Regions from separate parts of the Zea mays genome. Here all the other regions are linked to region 2. A link is a contact called in public Hi-C data. All regions are on one chromosome and are shown on one strand. The core of a region is the stretch at or near the end of the contact, and the rest is flanking DNA. Distances in the headings are between cores, read along the strand shown. Region 1 holds the start of LOC103635834 (Protein RNA-directed DNA methylation 3). Region 2 holds the start of LOC100382815. Region 3 holds the start of LOC100383243.

Region 1 (3,321 bases), core at 137-2,636, 280 kb after region 2:
CGGCATTTAATGTGCTCTGTCCACTCCGCTGGCAGGCGGCGACCAGGCCATCCCGCAGGCGGCGTGCCTGTCCATTCCATTGGCAGACAGTACGCCCGTGCTGCGGCATACACTGTGCCCATCATGACTCGCGCGTTACCGAGGAAGCAGCCGCGAGATATTAATACTATATGCACTACGAACATTATGGCGCTCGGAGATCTTCTGGGCGATACTGACATTTGATACTTCTATAATGTATTCCCTCCGTTTTGCCCCTGGGCCACATGTCGGGGCTCAGTATCATTGTACGTGCCCCCCTTGATCTATAAAAGGGAGGGCACACGACGTTACAAGGCAGACCCAACTTAGGCTCAAGCTCACTTAGACTCTCAGACTCACAAGTTCATACAAGCTCTCAAGCTCAATACACCACACAGTGGAGTAGGGTATTACGCTCCGGCGGCCCGAACCACTCTAAACCCTTGTGTGTTCTCGTGTTCTTCCCGATTCCACGTAACAGACAAAACGCTTAGGTTCCCTCCTCATCTAAGGATTTTGGGCGGGTGCGTTCCGCCACCTGGCCGGAGAATTTTCTCTACGACAATATGTTATAAGCCGTCGCAACGCACGGGCAAACTACTAGTTGGTTTTTATGTGTATGATTAATATGTTGGTGATGAAATTCGATACATATTTATTTTAGATGTTTACGTTGGTAACGAACATGATAATCTTCTTATTTATTTGTAGTCTATATGTTTTTTATTTATATGGTTGTTATGTTGATAAAAGATAATATGTATATGTATGTTGGTTCTACATGAGTTTCAATATGATCGCATGTGTGTTTAATTTTTAGCGAGAAAAAAAGACATGCAAAGAAGAATAAGTTTGGTACGTTTGAAGGTTAAAAACATAAGATATGACACTACGTAAAACTATCTACCTGATTGGTTACTCCGCACCATTCCATCCTTAATCATCTCGTACGATGATTCTAGTTGAGCGTCTGTTTGGTTGACTATATGCAAGGAACATTGATTACATAAGTAGATGCAAAATAAATTATTTTCAGGCTATTTATCTACATCTATACATACGCCAGAAACTGTATCTGCCCGACCAAGCTCGCGTGAGACTAAGGGGGTGTTTGGTTTCTAAGGACTAATTTTTAGTCCCTACATTTTATTCCACTTTAGTTATAAAATTTTAGTTTCTATATTTATCAATTTATATACTAAAATAGAACAAAATGAAGGGACTAAATATTAGTCCCTAGAAACCAAACACCCCCTGAATACGGGTGTATGCGTATCATAGGAAGGTATTCATGTTGGTGCGAGTATTTTGATAAGTCCTGCGACTGAATGAATATTATTGCGGTTGGTGGTCAAAGATAGAAAAACAAAAGCAATTCTATACTACTTCAAGGGGGCATCTGCAAACCTCCCTCTGCGTCCTCGGAAACGGAAGGTGGCCTGGCCCTGGCCGGGAGTGGTTAACCTCGGCGAGCCGCTTTGTCTTCTATTCCCCACTCCATCCTACTCCGCCATGGCGGTGAAGGGGAAGGGTAAGCAGGTGGCCGCCGAATCCCCTGGCCCTGGCGCTGGCGCTGGCGGTGCCTCCGGGTCCGGCGGGAAGCGGCGGATGGCCTCTAGTGACGCGGGGGCGGGGCCCTCGTCGTCATCCGCTGCGAAGCGCCGCCGCCGCGCCGGGGTCCTCCAGTTCGTCGACGACGTAGCTGGCGTCGACGACGATTATGAGGAGGACGAGCTCGAGTCCGAGGATGACACCGATGATGGTGAGTACGGACTCGGTTCGTTCCCCGAGGCATGCGTGAGAGTGGATGGGTCGAGTGGATCCATCTGGGGTTTGTGTTCTACACAATGTGGATTATGTGGGGGTTTGTGTTCTGCGCAATTTGGGATCTCTCTCTCTCTCTCTCTCTCTCTCTCTCTCTCTCTCTCTTGTATCTATTATTCTGTCACCTAGGTTTTGAGGAGTGAGCTGTGTTAATTGATGGGGTTTTGAGGGGTTTTCCCGTCTTAACGACAGGAACCCTTATACAGCACTGCAGAAATTTCACTTCTACCCTAAAAGTTGTAGAATCCGATATTTTAGTAGTGTGGTAGTTGCACGAGGTCGAAATCATCCCTATTTGCTAATAGATAGTAATGCAAATTTTGTTATTTTTGGTTTTGGAGTTAGTCCTTGAGCAAAATGTGATGTCTGACTTTTCTCAGTGTCATCAAGCAGTTAGGCCTTACAGCAAACTGACATTGCACTTTGGCTTAATGTTGTCACCAATTATCTGGTTGCCTAGGATCTATGTTCTATACTAATCATTGAATTAATGTCATTTCATAGTCATATCATACTCTTTCACCGTAAATGTATTTGAAGGTATTATTGCCTAGTGATTGCTCATGTAATCTTGTTTATGTCCACTGCAGGTTTCTTTACTGGTGGGGAACATGCACAAAATCTGAGTCACAAAAGAACTGAAAGGTCACACCCTCTTCCATTTCTTGTGAAGGAAGAGGAGCTTAGTGGCGATGAACTTGAGGAATTCATCAAGAACCGATACAGTAATCGTGTGAAATACGCTGCTGATCGGAGCTATTCTAGAGAAGACGATGACATTTTCTCCATGGATTGTGCACTCAAAGAGCCGACTATTTGGAGAGTTAAATGCATGGTTTGTGATTACCAAACTCTTGACTTGGCATTGCTCGACTAGCATTTGTTGTGGATGTGCTGATTTGGTTAACTGCTTTCCAGGTTGGGCGTGAGCGCCAAATGGCCTTCTGCTTCATGCAAAAATTTGTTGACCTTCGAAAAATTGGTACCAAAGTGCCAATTATTACAGCATTTGCACTTGATCACATAAGAGGGTTTGTTTTTGTTGAAGCGGAGAAGGCCTGTGATGTTACAGAGGTACACAATCTGTTCCTTTTACAGCAAGAGAAAAAAAAGTTCATACATACAGAAAGAGCATGCTGGTTGACATGTAGTGCAGTGCTTATTATTCTATCGCTGTTATGTATAACATACTCCCTCCATTCAAAATTATAAGCTGTATTGTCTTTTCTAGATGCATTGCTTTTACAATGTATGAAGACATAGTGTATATCTAAGTGCATAGCAAAAACTACATATATCTAGAAAAATCAAACCATCTTATAATTTGGAATTGAGGGAGTATAAAACCCTGATATTTTTTATGTGGCCTAGTTTAGCTTTGCTGTTCTCATTTTGTACGCATTTCAAGCTTTACTACTTCATAGGAAAGGAAGGAACTTTTTAATGAATTTGTAAAAACTATTTTAGTAAAGATAA
Region 2 (3,575 bases), core at 262-2,761:
CACGAAAAAGAGCTACGACTTAATACGGTACTGAAGCTACCTAACTTGAGTTAACTCAGTAACGGAGCTTTCTATTCTGGGCACAACAATGGTGCCCACACACTTGTAAGGACTTAATCTTAATCATCCGTGTGGCTGCACCTGTGTCTGTCATTCCCGTCCAAACATGCATGGCATGTGTGTGGTTGGGCATCCTGCTCGATAACAGCAAGATGGGGACCTTCATTTCTTTCAATTCAACACTTAATTGATAATTTAGGATTTTGCTGCTTGCATGTAAAACTCTGATGGATGCTTAATATATAACCGAAGCAGGCAGAGGTAAAAATAAGTTTATGTCCACTGAACTGCCTACCTCTCTTTCCTATCTTGCAGGGACTTCATCTGGGTCTTGTAGTGATTCTCAATGTACTGTTTTGCGGCGGCGACCCTCTGTTTCGTCGCACTAGAAGGGGCATCATCAGTTGGGGGCTTTCCTGGATCCTTTCCATGGCTGGCAGACACAGCTGGACTCTTCGATTTGTCCCTCGGCTGGAACTTCTGGAACCAACTTCTCGCAGAATCCATCTCCACTCACAATGACATCATCTCTGGAACCAGGCAAGCCTCTTATGGTGACCAAAGCAGCAGGAACGGGACAGATGTTGAAAAGGTCAAGCGACTCAATCCACCCCCAATTGGATCAGGTACCCAAATCAACAACTCTCCGTGGAACCCGATGCCGGGGACGACACCCTCTATCTGAAACAAATAAAATAATCCGCGATCAGAGTCGTTAGACCAAGTTGTGACACGCACGGCACGACTAGATGGAACTGAAAATGTCAGCGGAACAGTTCTGGCTATAATAATTCGACACACATGTAAAGCTACTCCAGTTTTCAGAATCCGACGACCCCGAACTCGAATTATCCATCAAAAGGAGTAGCAAAAGCACTGGTTCCAAACCAGGAGGAAAGAAGAAAAAGATCTCAGCTCCAAACATGAACGCCCCACAAAAAAGTAGTCCAACAACTTCATTTCCACGCCCGGAGCCGCGAAGTTCAGTCCGGGAATCGCATTGCCGTGGCCCGTGGCGCGACACCCTAAAAAATGCTGCCTAAAAGCAGCAGCAAAACCCATCGACTGACCGAAAACCAACCCGCTCAGGCGACTCCCTGAGAAGTGAGACCAGAACCAGAGCCACGCAGGGCGGAGCTGCAATTCACCACGGAGACCCTCCGCGGCAGCACGACCCCCGCAGCTCCGAGCACGGCCCCGACCCAAACCGCAGACGCGAACAGCAGGCAGGGGGGAATCCCGAGCCGGCAACCGAGTGTCAAATCGGGCGTGTGCAGGAGCGGAGCCCCAGCGCGGATCAGCGGGGGAGGGGGGCGGGCGGAGCTCACCTCGGCAGCAGCGCGGCGGCGGGGCACGCGGAGCGGATCTCGCGCGAGGCGGCGCCGATTGGAGCAAAAGCGGGGGGTGGGGGGCACTCGCGACCCGCTTTTCCTTTTCCTCTCCCTTCCTTCCCTGCTCTCCGCTTGCCCCCTGGCCCCGGGTTGGTTGTCTTTTCGTGGGCAAGGCAAACCGTGTGAAGAGTGTGTGAGAGGAGTACGAGAGAGAGAGACGTGGGTGACCCTGTCCGACTGCAGGAGAGGCGACGGGAGGCGGCCGAGCGGGGGAGAGCCGGGAGCCTGTGCCCTGTGGGCTGTGGGTGTGGCCTGTGGGAGGAGAGTAGTAGCTTCTCTAGGCTTTGACTCTCGCCGCACGAAACTTCCTGCATGTTTCCTTCTCTGGCTCGGCTTCTGTATGTATTCCAAGAAGTTTTTATATCGAATATTTAAATAATAATTACAAATATTTAAATGATAATAATAAGAGTTAAATATATTGTAATTAAAACTAATTTAACAAATCGAGACTAAAAGACAATAAAATTGTATTAAACCTATATTTAACACTCATAATTGTTATTTAAGTACTAGGTAATATCTCAATAACTTATATATGCACATATGTGTTATATAGTTATGAGATAAAAGATGACATATACGAGCTGTCCGAGATGACATCGAAAAGAAACTCGGGCCTGTGACGCACGGGCACTCACCTAGTGTATTATATAAGATAGGTCAGTGTTGACACCTTTTTCGGGCGCCAAACACTGCGTGAGAACCGGTGGTGGTGCCCTCTGCAGAGGCGCGGACGGTCCGCGACCAGGGGTCGGACGGTCCGCGACCTGGTACAGGGGCTGGCGTTCCCTGTCTGACGGTCGGACGGTCCGCGACTACAGGGCAGACGGTCCGCGCGTGCGCAGGGGCGGCGAAGGTCGCCGGCGGCGCCTGGATCTCGCTCCCGGGAGGGACCCCGTCGGGGAGGAGAGATCCTAGGGGTTGTCTAGGCTCGGGTAGGCCGACCTAGACTCCTCTAATCGACGTAGAGCCGAAGAGAAGTGGAGAAATTGGGGATTGGAATACTAAACTAGGGCTAAACTAGAACTACTCCTAATGCGTAAGGTAAAAACGAGAGATAGATTTGATTTGATCGATTGTTGGGGGTTCAATCGGTCGTAGCCCTTCATCTATATAAAGGGGAAGGTCTTGATCCGCTTCGAACTGATTTCCGAGTCAATCCCACGCTTTTAGGTAACAAATCCCGCGAGAAACTAGGAACCCTAACTGTCTCTGCGCAGGCGCGGACCGTCCGCGCCGCCACCGCGGACAGTCCGGACCGCGGACCGTTCGGCCTTCGGGCCGGACCATCCGCGTGACTCTTTTTGATCTCCAACATATGCCCCCTGCCTTTTGGTGAAGGTTGACGAACCAAAAGCATATGAACTAAACCTAATGTAATTCACCGGCTTTTCAAAATGGAGATCATTCAATAAAGCACCAATGTATAAAGGCCGTTTTGGATTGTATCTTTCTCGGCCATGACCATTTGATCAATGGATCAAAATGAATAGAATGGAGGTGCCCCAAGCCCGAATAGACAAAGGGACTATAAATGTACCATGGATTCGTCGTCGTGCCATTCCACATTTGAGTAAGACAATATACCAACGATGAATAAACAGGTGGGAAGTACCCTGGTCTCATAGGATGAACAGGCGATGCTTGTCGCGTCGCCTTTTGGACCGTTTTGTTCGGTCGTTTCGTTTTAGCAGGTGACCGGGGTTTCTTCATTGACCGATCACGTGGAACAGTCTTTTTGCTAGCATTTTTGGAGAGCAACTGATCAAAACTAGAGTCGGCTTTGATCAGCCGACTATATGTGATTCGCCCTTGCGTCTCTTTCCTTGCTCCGTGTAGAGGCTGACGCCTTCGGTCATAGGTGGACTGTCCAGCTGGGTTAGCCGGACCGTTTGTCTGATCATCGAACCGTCCGCACGTAGGTGTCGGACCATCTGTGATGCTCGAGCCATGCTGATGTGTTTGGTTCATTAATTGTGCCTGCCCCCCGGCGCCTTTGGACTTTTTAGCCTTCTCGTCCGAAGCCTTTAGAGCAGTGTCCTTTTGCGATATAATTGACATGCGAGGATCGCCAATGACGATGTCCTTGCCTTTGCCTTTATCGGCCATTTCGGGCTGAAC
Region 3 (3,288 bases), core at 588-3,087, 330 kb after region 2:
GGCGAGTTCATGACGCAGCTGTGGGCGCTGCTGTCTCATGCCGGCGTCCTGGAGCGACCACCAATCATGCAGAGGCAATGACGGAGTGATTATTACTGAGTTTGTCTATGTATCATTCGAGTGTTTAGAATGCCGTTGTCATACGATTTTTCAACGAGCACGGCTACAATTACGAGTCTAGTGGTAAACTGAGGTACGACACTAAAATTATCTAGTAATTCATGATTTATTAATCCAAAACAAGAGACAACAACAACCATATATCAACGTTGGTATTTAAGTCACACATGTCAACTCTACATGAAGCACTTCTCATTTTCAACCTATTAGATCCACATCAAACGTTTAGTATCAAATGGGTGAGAGAACAAAATTACAGCTAAAATTTTAGACGCGAACTCTCATTTATATATATATAAAAAATCACCGGTAAGTGCATCCCGCAGAATAGATAAAAATAAAACAAATTGAAGAGATCAGACAGTAGATAAAGAAGTGTACGCCAGATTTGATGGCCAAACTTTGCGCGTCACGGTGTCACAAACAACCGGGTGTTGTTTAACATTACTCTCATTGAACGATAAACCTGAAAAAATAATCTATTTGCAGATCTGCGCGTCTCTATGTCTAGACTTGACATGGTTAGATCCCACAACACCTAATTTTTATAAGTTTGTGTTTGGTTAGAGAGTCAACTATAGTAGACCGGCTCCATTCCAGGTTTTTAAAATGGGTCGTTCTATTCTGCGTTCTATTTTTTTGTTTGATTGAATAGTAGAATATAACGAAGTCGTTACGTTCTTTGTTTGTTTGGAGAGCCATATGAGTGCAGAGAAGAGGAGAGGGAGGAAAGCGCTCTAGTCGTTTTGGTGGAGCAGGAGTATTCCAACTATTTATGGTTATTTTTTATGTGTAGACTCCAAGAGCCACTCTACTCCTCTTTTATTGGAAACCAAACATTTAGAAAATAGGAATATAGCTGCTCCATCCTCCTCCACTTCTTAACCAAACACACCCTAATTAAGTTATGCACAGTACGCTGCCCTGGATGGCCTTGCTTTCCTAAGGGGAGTCCGATGATAAGAGTTTTGACGGATCCAGAAAGAATTTTCTATGTCTAGTACGTATGATGTTAAAGTCTTTGTTGCTAGTTCTCGGTATTACAAAACGGAGCGCTTGACCTTCCTGAGAATAGAACGACAGAAAACGTGTGGTGAGTGAGTGTATAATCGATGACAAAGGTGGATAATCTCACATTAACTTCATGAGAGAGTTGAAGATATATATTTGTGAAGTACCATTTTGGCTGCTTTTATAGATTTGGTGAAGCTGTGAGTGTTTACCTAGAGTTATGTGAAGTTAAGCTAGATTTTGCAAAGTGAAACAGTGCTAAACAGTCCTTAGAATACATCAGTCATATCAAAATAGTTTATTCTACCATTAGTTTTTTCTCTATGTGTACAACTACTGGAGGAAGTGCTTCCATATAGGTGATAGAAGTTGTATCAAAATTTCCAATTATGTAGGCTAGGTTGACCCTTAGACTCATTTTAGAGAAGATATAATATTGAAGCAGTGTAGAGTCCTCAACTCTTGGCTGTCTAAATCAGTTGTGGCCGTCAAAAACTTCGCTTCTAAATTCATCTATGTAAGAATCGTTTATATGAAAATTGTTTAAATTAAGATGAATATAAAATTTATCGAGTGGTCAAATTGAAGGAATCTAGAAGAAATCTAATGATTTCTAAAACTTAAACTCTGATTTGGAGGTTGAAAAAAACTGTCTAATGATTCTTAGTTTTTTTTCCAGAAAAAAGCTGTCCAAACAGACCCAATGTTTGGTTTGGATGCGTGCGTGCATCATAGCCAAACCACGGCATCGGGTATCCACCATTCCAGCTCCGGGCCAGGAAAAAACTCTGTACTGCGTTCACCTTGCCTTTTCTTCTCCCGTTCACCCCGCCCCGCGTGCGCTCTCTCCCTCTCGCGGGGACGACTGGGCGACCGCCGCCGCCCAAGCCAGGAGCCAGGTCTTCGTCGGACCCTTCGCTGGTGACGAGGACCTACCAGGTATGCCCGCCCCTTTTGCCCCCCTCCTGCTGTGCGAAACCGAGAGCCCAAACCCTAACTTAAGCTATTTGGTCATCTGTATTCGGATCTGATCTAATTATAAGTAGCTTGATTAAAAGAACAAGTGTATATACGTATTATGGCCACTAACTTCGATTTTTGTTTGAAAAAAAATGATTTTTGTTTACACCCCTGTCCCTTGCTGGGTCCGTCCCAGTCTGAATCCTGTAATCAGTGCTGGAGCATGTATATTTTTTTAGATGATTACTGGTGAGTGGTCACAGCACCCCCCCCCCCCTCCCCGGTTTGTAGGGGAGTACAAACCTGGGAAGCATGGGTTTATAATAAAACTATTTGGCACGAGTGCTAATTTTCCAGGGACCTAATAAAGATGCTTTCTGAATTGCTGGGTGCTGATTTTCTACCAGGCCATAATATTTTTTCACCCATTCACGCGTTTGGTGTGTGAACTGATTTTGTTCTGCATACAGCTGCGAATAAGGTTGTCTGGAGCGGTCGTGGATTTTGTGGATGGCAGGTTCTGCAGTAACAGATGATTCAGCTGCTAGCACAACTGGAATGAGGGATGATGAACGCAGTCTCTCTGGCGAGTCCTTCTCCGAGTGGAGGTCCTGTGAGCGGGCAGACAGTGACACCCCTTCAACATCCCCACCCTTCTGGGATAGCGATGGTGATGATGATGATCCTGGTGCGTGAATGCACTTGATCTAATGCCTGTTACTTTGGTGTGCTAAATGATTTTGTTCTACATGGCCAAAATTTCATTGACCTACTTATGATTAACATAGTAGATACAGTAGCTTGTTCCCGAAGTCTTGACATCTTACAAAAGCTCTGGTTAAAAAGTTTTTAGCTTTAAGGGAGAGTGTGCATTTTGTTTATTCATCTATTGTCGCATGCTAGCTGAAGGCCTATATATAGTGAACTGACCATTCTTACCGTTGCTAAAGGGACTGGTATTGCTTCCTCCATCAATATTTTAGATAGTGTTCTAGAAGGTAGAATATGCTGCTACCTAGGCGTTTATCGCCACCATTCTGCCACACAAGAGCACAGTCGATAGTCTGGGCAGTTTTATCGACTAGGTGGTCCGAGTTGGTGACTAATTGGGCTAGGAATGTGGGGCTTGTGCCAGCTGGTTGGGAGGAGGATGAAAAGGTGCAGATGGAAACGTGGAAGAAGGGGGATGGTGGTCAG

Evidence for each region. Hi-C and Micro-C count contacts between places; a contact is called where the count stands out from the background.
Region 1: a Hi-C map of leaf shows a contact between it and region 2, with 6 times the contacts expected there. The contact joins the promoter of LOC103635834 here to the promoter of LOC100382815 in region 2. A contact is called at or near these places in 14 of 25 Hi-C or Micro-C datasets (bundle sheath, ear, endosperm and 3 more) and 1 of 3 datasets of contacts at active chromatin or transcription factors (leaf).
Region 3: a Hi-C map of leaf mesophyll shows a contact between it and region 2, with 3 times the contacts expected there. The contact joins the promoter of LOC100383243 here to the promoter of LOC100382815 in region 2. A contact is called at or near these places in 5 of 25 Hi-C or Micro-C datasets (ear, endosperm, leaf and 2 more).

Annotation. Positions count from the first base shown.
Region 1 is chr8:125,384,487-125,387,807 of Zm-B73-REFERENCE-NAM-5.0, reverse strand. It overlaps LOC103635834 (Protein RNA-directed DNA methylation 3), which reads left to right and starts at 1,386. Exons shown (of 21, transcript XM_008658209.3): 1 at 1,386-1,783; 2 at 2,436-2,680; 3 at 2,764-2,919. The coding sequence starts at 1,534.
Region 2 is chr8:125,665,878-125,669,452 of Zm-B73-REFERENCE-NAM-5.0, reverse strand. It overlaps LOC100382815, which reads right to left and starts at 1,511. Exons shown (of 14, transcript NM_001175515.1): 1 at 1,389-1,511; 2 at 356-741. The coding sequence starts at 567.
Region 3 is chr8:125,335,245-125,338,532 of Zm-B73-REFERENCE-NAM-5.0, reverse strand. It overlaps LOC100383243, which reads left to right and starts at 1,837. Exons shown (of 13, transcript XM_020542256.2): 1 at 1,837-2,070; 2 at 2,562-2,779. The coding sequence starts at 2,602. LOC103635833 reads left to right here. Exons shown (of 1, transcript XM_020543383.2): 1 at 1-154. The coding sequence ends at 13.